Regions from separate parts of the Mus musculus genome. Here region 2 is linked to region 1. The links are chromatin contacts, called in public promoter capture Hi-C maps. All regions are on one chromosome and are shown on one strand. Each heading gives the region's core, a stretch centred on a gene start, on an enhancer-like site or on the middle of the called end of the contact. The rest is flanking DNA. Distances are from core to core; before and after follow the strand shown.

What was found. Capture Hi-C pulls out chosen DNA fragments and counts their contacts.
Region 2: a contact with region 1 is called in a promoter capture Hi-C map of liver. The contact joins two enhancer-like sites. A contact is called at or near these places in 1 of 484 Hi-C or Micro-C datasets (embryonic stem cells) and 3 of 9 other capture datasets (adipose tissue, liver and pancreatic islet).

What each region holds. Positions count from the first base shown.
Region 1 is chr14:79,507,326-79,511,322 of GRCm38.p6, forward strand. All of the region lies in intron 1 of Elf1 (E74-like factor 1), which reads left to right. It also overlaps the pseudogene Gm9243. Among named protein-coding and RNA genes, the nearest start is that of n-TEttc4, 28 kb to the left of the region's middle. Within about 2 kb of position 1,841, at least 46 of the 459 cell types and tissues checked have an H3K27ac peak or open chromatin away from gene starts, as enhancers often do. A contact at or near this core is called in liver, where this site is marked.
Region 2 is chr14:79,640,083-79,644,079 of GRCm38.p6, forward strand. It overlaps Cnmd (chondromodulin), which reads right to left. Exons shown (of 7, transcript NM_010701.3): 6 at 1,814-1,980. Among named protein-coding and RNA genes, the nearest start is that of Cnmd, 20 kb to the right of the region's middle. Within about 2 kb of position 2,184, at least 7 of the 459 cell types and tissues checked have an H3K27ac peak or open chromatin away from gene starts, as enhancers often do. A contact at or near this core is called in liver, where this site is marked.

The sequences.
Region 1 (3,997 bases), core at 591-3,090:
TACAAATTTAAAAATATATATTTTATAGAGACTGGAGAGGTTGCTCTTGGAGAGACCTGGGCTTGATTCCCAGCACCCGAATGACAGCTCACAACTGACTGTAACTCTGGTTCCAGGGATTACAACACCCTCTTCTGACCTCCATGAACACCAGGTAGACAAGTGATACACATACAGGCTAACACTCCAAAGAATAAAACAAATCCAACAAATCAAAAAGAAAACCCATTTATTAGTAAAGTATAATTGGCATAATTTCATTTTTGAAGATTCTATAAAATTTACATTACTGGCTAGTGTATGAATAGCTTCCTGCCAATTATCAAAAATCTGGTGAAGAAAGGGCTAGGAAAATGGCTCAGTAGTTAGAAACAGTTGTGCAATTGTGAGGATCTGAGTTCAAATCTCCTGCACAAACACATGCACACACCATCAGTGAATGTGAGGTAAGAAGAAGAGTGCACTGATGTGTATTTATGCCGCTCACAAGTGTGACTCAGCCGCACGGTGTGGCTATCAGGACAACTTGTAGGAGTTGATTTTTCCTTATAACTTATGGGACCCAGGCACTGAACCCAGGTCATCAGGCCTGGCAGCAGCCGTTGCTTTCTAAGCCATCTTGTGGACCCTGAGACTTTTTATGTGTCTTTAGTAGGACTTTGTTCTGCAAACAGCAGCCTAAGCCTGAGGATTTAGAAAGGCCATAGAATCAAAAGACAGAACTGAAAGGAGTCTCAAAAGTCCCCAGGTTTCCATGCTGTTCCAGGCTTTAACAAGAACAGGAAATGGGACTGGGATTTAGCTCACAGGCTGAATGCTTGTTTTTAGCATGTGCAAGACCCTGGGCTCAATTCCTAGGATTGCAAAAACCCTAGGAGAAAACAGAATGCCTGGGGAAAAGGCTGGCTTGGCAAAGCACCTGCAGGGAAGCTGGAGGGCCGTGTGTACATTCACAGAACTTACAGGAAAAGTTTGGCCTGGTAGCCTGTTCGTAAATCCAGTCTTCAGAGGAACTTGGGGGGAAGGAGACAGATCTGAAGCCTAGCTGAATCTTTGGTTTAGCGGGAGACTCTGTCTCAAAAAATAAAGATGGTGGGCCCGGAGAGAAGGCTCAACAGGTACTGACTCATCCTCTAGCCCCACAGCGTTTGATCTACACCCCATTCACTGGAAGAAGAGAGCTGACCTCTCCATTGTACATAGGGCACCTGAGTGCCCACATACAGATCAATGCACATGGAAAATAAAGGGTTGATAGCACTTGCGAGGTGAGGCAGGAAGATAGTATAAAGTTACTGCATGCACAGTGGACGGTTCTTTACAATAGAAAAGCAGTTTTGTTAAACAGCACCCCTTTCTCACCCTTCTCCCCAACTCTTTAAGTAGAAAAACCTTCCCACGATTATAATCATAACAAAATAAGCCACCTTTTAAAAATACCACTTACCTTTGTTTTGGGTACAGATGTTTTGCTTGCATGTGTGTAAATAAGTGCACACAGATGGGCCCGGTGCCTACAGAGGTCAGAGAGGTGCCCGGTCTTCTGGAGCTAGAGTTTGGATAGCTGTGAGCCAGCACATGGGGCCTGGGAATGAAATCTGGGTCCTCTTCAAGAGCTGCAAATGCTCTCATCTACTGAGCCCTCTTTCCACTCCCCAAACTGTTATCTTTAACCTCACTTCTGTCTGTCTGTCTGAAGCTTCTCTCATCAGACTGTCTCCTTTTAGAACCGCATTGTGTGACTTTTCCAGGCAATTTGCTTCTGCTTTTCCTGGCTAGAGAGGACAGAGGTCGTACAAAGGAACAGTATCATCTGAGTTCAGTGCACTGAGCCAGTGAGCTTATTGGGGTTATAGGAGCATGGGTGAGACTCCAGCAGCTGAGTCACAGAGAAAGCACCCGTCCTACAGGGATGAGTCAGGATTTAGGAGAGTGCAATCGCCCGAGACCCCCAGGCAGCCCTCGACCATGGAAGGGTCTCCTCCTTCCCAGCAGATGACATGACGCCAGGGAGCTGCACCGGATCTTCTCATTCGTATGATCTTCCTGTGCTTTTCAGTCAGGGTTCTTAGGAATTTTATGAGCTCTCTTGTATCTTTAGGAGGGAATTTTTCAATCAGGAAAAAACATTTATAAAATGGACTCTATCACACATAAAACTTTTCTTAAAAATACCTATTTTTAGCCGGGCGTGGTGGCGCACGCCTTTAATCCCAGCACTCGGGAGGCAGAGGCAGGCAGATTTCTGAGTTCAAGGCCAGCCTGGTCTACAAAGTGAGTTCCAGGACAGCTAGGGCTACACAGAGAAACCCTGTCTCGAAAAACCAAAAAAAAAAAAAAAAAAAAAAAAAAAAAAAACTATTTTTATTTATTTGTACATGAGGATCTCTCCCTCCCTCCCTCTCTCTCTTCCATCCTTTCTTTTTGTTTGTTTGCCTGCACATATGTGTGTATCCCATGTGAGTGCACGAATCTCTTGGAACTGGAGTTACAGATGGTTGTGAGCTGCTATGTGCTGGGAAACAAATCCCAGTCCTTTTAAGAATAGCCAGAGCTCTGAGCCATCTCTCCATGTTCCACCCCGATTTCTTTTTCTTTTTCTTTTTCAAAAAAATCAATAGTAACCTTCATATTGCTAAAACCAGTTGCCATTTTGCTTCAGATCTCATCTGCTTTGGTCTGAGATCAGCGGTTGACGCTCACTCACCTCTTAGTCTGTGTTTACTCCTCAGACTCCATGCCGATAGGGTAGATCTTGTTTTCCTCCTCCAATTCTCTGTGGTCCTTCTCGGCCACCCTTGTAAGCTCTTTATCATTTCCCCACCTCTAAATGATGGAGTGTCCCAGGAGTCTTTAGTATATTATCTGTAACTATATGTCATGCGCATGTGCCTAGATATATGCTAGTGATCCCCAAATTGTATTACTTGTTTTTAACCTTATTTTATAACTTAAATTATGATAGAAAATTAACAACACTTCAGTACTGATTTAAAGTCAGTACATCTTATGTTACACGATGAAAGAGTAAGAGGAAAGATATTTGCTTAATGTGTGTGTGTGCACATGCATGTGTGCATGTGTGTATATATTCTTATGCAAATACATTCTTAACAAAATAGGAGTTTCTGTAAGTGGTCACTTCCTAGTGTTGTAGCTGGCATTACTGACACTCTCTGCTGCTTGTTCTGTATTCTCTTGGTCTTCAACAAGTACCCCAGCTTGTTGTGCCCTAGGGCTGAAAAGTTGATGTGGCCAGCTGAAAGTAAACTTTCTGGCTCATTTATGGAGAATAAGGTGTTTGCTAAATCGGTAGCTCCTTTTCAGGTGCCAGATATATGAATTTGCTCAAGGAGTGAAACTGCATCTGGTTAAGTTTACAATATGGTTATTGTTTCCCAAGATCATTTCCAGACGGGTGCTGAGGACGGCCTAACAACTGCAGTCTGTCTTGGTTACTGTGTATATGGCTAGGGGCTAGAACAGTGTCTGACACACACTCAGTGCTCAGGGCACATTTTTGAAGGGTGAGAATGACTAAGAGTGCCTACAGTTAGTAATTAACATTGAGCCTGGAACATGGAGAAAACAATTTATATGTATAGACCCTCCTTCTCAAAATTAAGGCAGGGTCTCTGAACCCTGGTTGGCCCAGAACTCACTGTGTGCTAGGCTGGCCTCAAACCTTTGTCTTACTGAGTGCGAAGATTACAGGGATGCACCACCACACTGCCATCTTTTTCTTATTTTAAGATAGGACAAGAGTGGGTCAGTGTTTGAGGTTGTACTGAAACAGCAGCCTTTAATGTATTTCCCTGAAGGCTCTCATAAAAATCTCAGTGATAAACAGAATTGAAAAGCCACCTGCCTGGATAGAGGATCTCTAAGGTGTGTTCAGGCTTATGATGATAAATATTTTCAATAATTGTAAACTGGTCTGTTGAGGGACTTCTTCATGCAGAGGAGACCTTTTACGTGAGGGTTGAGTGGATGTTCA
Region 2 (3,997 bases), core at 934-3,433, 130 kb after region 1:
AAATTTTGTTTGCCTATTCAGATTATATTTCTTGTTATTCTTTGAGCTTAGGGAATAAAGTGCTATGGTGTTCTGAATTTTCTGATAAGCCTTGGGTTATTTGGAGAATACCTTGGCTCTAAATCCTTCTAAAATACATTAGTCTAAAATGATAAACCAGAAAATACGTTTGTAATATGTGAAGCAGTGTAGGACTATTGGGGGTAGGGAGGGAACACACAAAGGATTTAGTGCAGTGGTTTTCAACCTTACTAATGCTGCAGCCCTTTAATACAGTTCCTAATGTTATAGTGACACCCTCCCCCAACTGTAAAATTATTTTTGTTGCTAGTTCATAACTGAATTTTTCTACTGTTATGAGTCGTAATATAAATGGGCTATGAAAACATCACTCAACCTCCAAAGAGATTTGACCCACAGGTTAAGAACCACTGATTTAGTGTGAAAAGACAGTCAGCCTTACACATAATTTGAGACAGGCATGATAAATAGGCAGAAGACATAATTTAGGTTACCCAAGAGAGTGGCAAAGGTGATCAGTTTTAACAGGGCTCGGAGCAGAGTCAGATATAGGGTGTGTACTTAGCAAGCAGGAGGCTTGTGTTGAGTAGCCCCTGCCTCACCATACCATAAGTCCAGGAAAGTCTGATAGGAAATAGGGCCTTGCATCATCTTTCACAGACACATAGATGGTGTGTCTCTTGGAAAACAATTTGGTAACCTCTAGTAAAATCTATAACTCCTGTCTACTTAGATGTGGTGCTGTGCTTTGGTATTTATGCCAAAGACATACTTACATCATAGCATCTCTGCGCTAAATCTGCCGCACCTACATCACCCCACTTAGAGGTGTACCACAACAGCATAGGCAGTATCGAATCAGAGGGAGAGACTATATGCCTGCCAAAGCCAAATTAGTTATGTTAGAATGCTGCTAACTGGCTAGAAGCTGCTAACTGAATGTGGTACAGTATGAGAGAGACAGAACTCTTCCAAAATACTCTATTTTAATTGGAAAACAGAATGGGATTTTTTGTGCTGTTTTTCTCTCTGTATAATCCTGCAAAGAAATGGAGCAATTAGTCATTAAGAAGCTGTTATAGAGACGATGTCTGGGGTATAAGGTTTTGGAAGCGCATCGTCATTGTACATTTTAATTATATATTTTTTAAACTGTGCTTATGCTTTATTTTAAAAAACAGCTACAAATACATATTCTGTTTTCCTTCTCTTCAAAGTGTGGTAATGGTAAGTTATAAATATTTCTTAGATCTTGGGGGTTTTAATACCTTAGTGCCCTTCTGACGGACTTCAGTTTTCAGCACTTCAGCTCAGAGTATTACCTGTGTGAGAAGCTATCCTGTCTGGGCTGAGAACCCTGAGGGCCAAAGTTGCAGTTGATTATCTGGGCATAGGGCCTGCGAACAGTCAGGAAATCCACAAATATGTGCCGAATGGATGACCAGAGTGGATATAAGCAGGGAAAGAGAATACTTTGATTCTTGTGTTGCCTTGAGGGCATACTCCTGGGAACATTTTAAAACAGATTCCTGATATTATTTATTTCTATGGATTTTCCCCTCTGACCAAAACAAAACAAACAAAAACAAAAACAAACAAACAAAAAAACCCTAAACAACCCTCCAACAACCTCCCCTACTCCCCTTACCAATGACGAGGGAAACAACTTTGAATTTGCACCAAATACATGAAGATGCAGTCTATGCTTGTATGAAACCTCACTTAGAAATACTCTTTCAGCACCACATGCAATGCATTTGTCTGAGCATGCCATGAATATACCGGTACGCACGTGGTAAGGATTGTCAGGGTTGAAAGGTTCTGCGTCGTCCTGAACATTGGGTCTGGTTCCGTTACTCAGTCTTCCAGGGCCTGCGTTACCTCGAGGTTCGCTGTGTGGTCTTCTTGTGGTAGAGGGAGCACTGTTTCTCACGACTTCTCTTCTCTCTCTCTGGATTTCTGCGAAATTTGCTGTAAATTAATTCCTTTACGTGAACAATTAAGGCAATTAGATCTGCATTTTAGAGTGACGATTGCAGGTGTGAGCCGCGTCCTAGCTACCCATTCAATTTCATAATACTGAAAGTTACATTATAACAGACACTGGAAGCTGGTTGAAAACCGTCTGTTCTCAAGCCCCGCCTCCCCACCTTTTTTCCTCATTTCACAATAGGAATTGAGCAAATAAAATAGTAGTCATTGGGCCAGGTGTGGTGGTGCACGCCTTTAATCCCAGCACTTGGGAGTCAGAGGCAGGTGGATTTCTGAGTCCAACTTAGTCTACAGAGTGAGTTCCAGGACAGCCAGGGCTACACAGAGAAACTCTGTCTCGAAAAACCAAAAATAAAAATAAAATAGTAGTCATTGTCCCTGCCTTCTTTGCATGAGGAGGAGCCAGGCAAGCCATTTCTAAATCTGAAACTTAGATTAGCGCCCTGTGTGGGAAAGCCTAATTTACTTTCTTGATAGAAGAGGACAGAAAGTTGTTTCTGTGAGGTTTTTTTTCCCAGATGTAAATGTGCTATCTGGAATTTGGTACTGATAAGCAAGCACAAGGATGACGAGTCAGCATGCTACAGAGAGCAGAATGGTAATCGAAAAGGAGACTGAGGTGTAGGGAGTGGTCACAGTGCCAGAAACCTCACGTCTATTGATTTTGGGTTATATATACAATGCAGCTTGTGTGTTGAAAGCACTGTTGATTAGGTATGCTGTAACCTGAAGCCTTATGTACTCTTAGTTGCATATATACATACATATACTTAGAAATGTATGGGTGGGAGTGTGTGTGTACAATATATAAATAATATAAGTAATTGATTATATAGATATAAAGCTCTACATTTTCATATGAGATATTGTCTTGGTTAATTCTTAAAAAACAAACCCTATGGTATAGAAAAATCAGATGTTTTTATGCATTATCTAGGAAGAAGGAAGTTTGTGACCTAAAGAGGAACCAGAGTAGATTCTTAGAACTATAGATAGCTGAGTTACACCCCTACACAAGTATTTACAATGGCCTAGGGGAAAGGTAGACTATACAATAGACTAGAGTAGGAACTATGGCAAGGGCACAAAGCCCTTGTCCCTGGCTTCTAAGACTAAGTGGACCTTAGGTGGAGCTGTTTTTAATCCCAGTTGTTAACATTGAATTTTATCCCAGTTGGTTCCTGCTAGTTCTTCCATGTTTGCATTCCTCTGTTTTGTGTAAGAATCTAGTAACCTCTTTGTACCTTGCCGGTGTGTCACCCAACTTCCCTATTTTCTTCTGTATTTGATGCTGGATTTGACAAATTACATTCAGATCCATACTCCCTTGGGTCGAGTCTGTCTGTCAGTTCCTGCCGACTCCTGGACCATCTGCGACTAGAGACCCATTCCACCCAGACAAGGGACCAAGAGGGTCTGCGGCACATCCCTACCTCCTGTCCCCTGCAGTGTATTTGCATAGCGTCTCCTATTATTAATATTTTGTCTACCTGTTTTGTGTGTGTCTAGGTGTCGTTCCATAGGAGCCATCTACCTTGGTTTTCTTTTTATATTCAACTCTTACTAGGATTTGGGGCTCACCAATTAGACTGCTGGCAGACCACTAATCCTTATCCACTGAGCTGTCTTCCCAGTCCGACAACGGGAAACTCTGAGGCTACAGATTGTTTTCTGTGGCGTTCCCTTTGTGTCTCTTACCTAGAGCAAGTTACACAGCACAGGATAGACCTTCATAAATGTCATTTTGTAAATGACACTTTGTCAAGGAGTGAGTGAATGAACTCCAGAAGTTCTGAGGCTTGTCTCGAGATCAGTGGTAGCATGGGGGATTCTAGTCTGTTCATGGGAAGGACAATGGCTCTGGGTGGTAGACAGCAAGAAGGCCTCACCTAGATAACAGTAGTGGGGACTGTAAAGTGGTGTGCAGCCATGAGATGGAGATACAAGGACAGGAACTGCATGCAGTGAGTGCATTTCAAGGCCT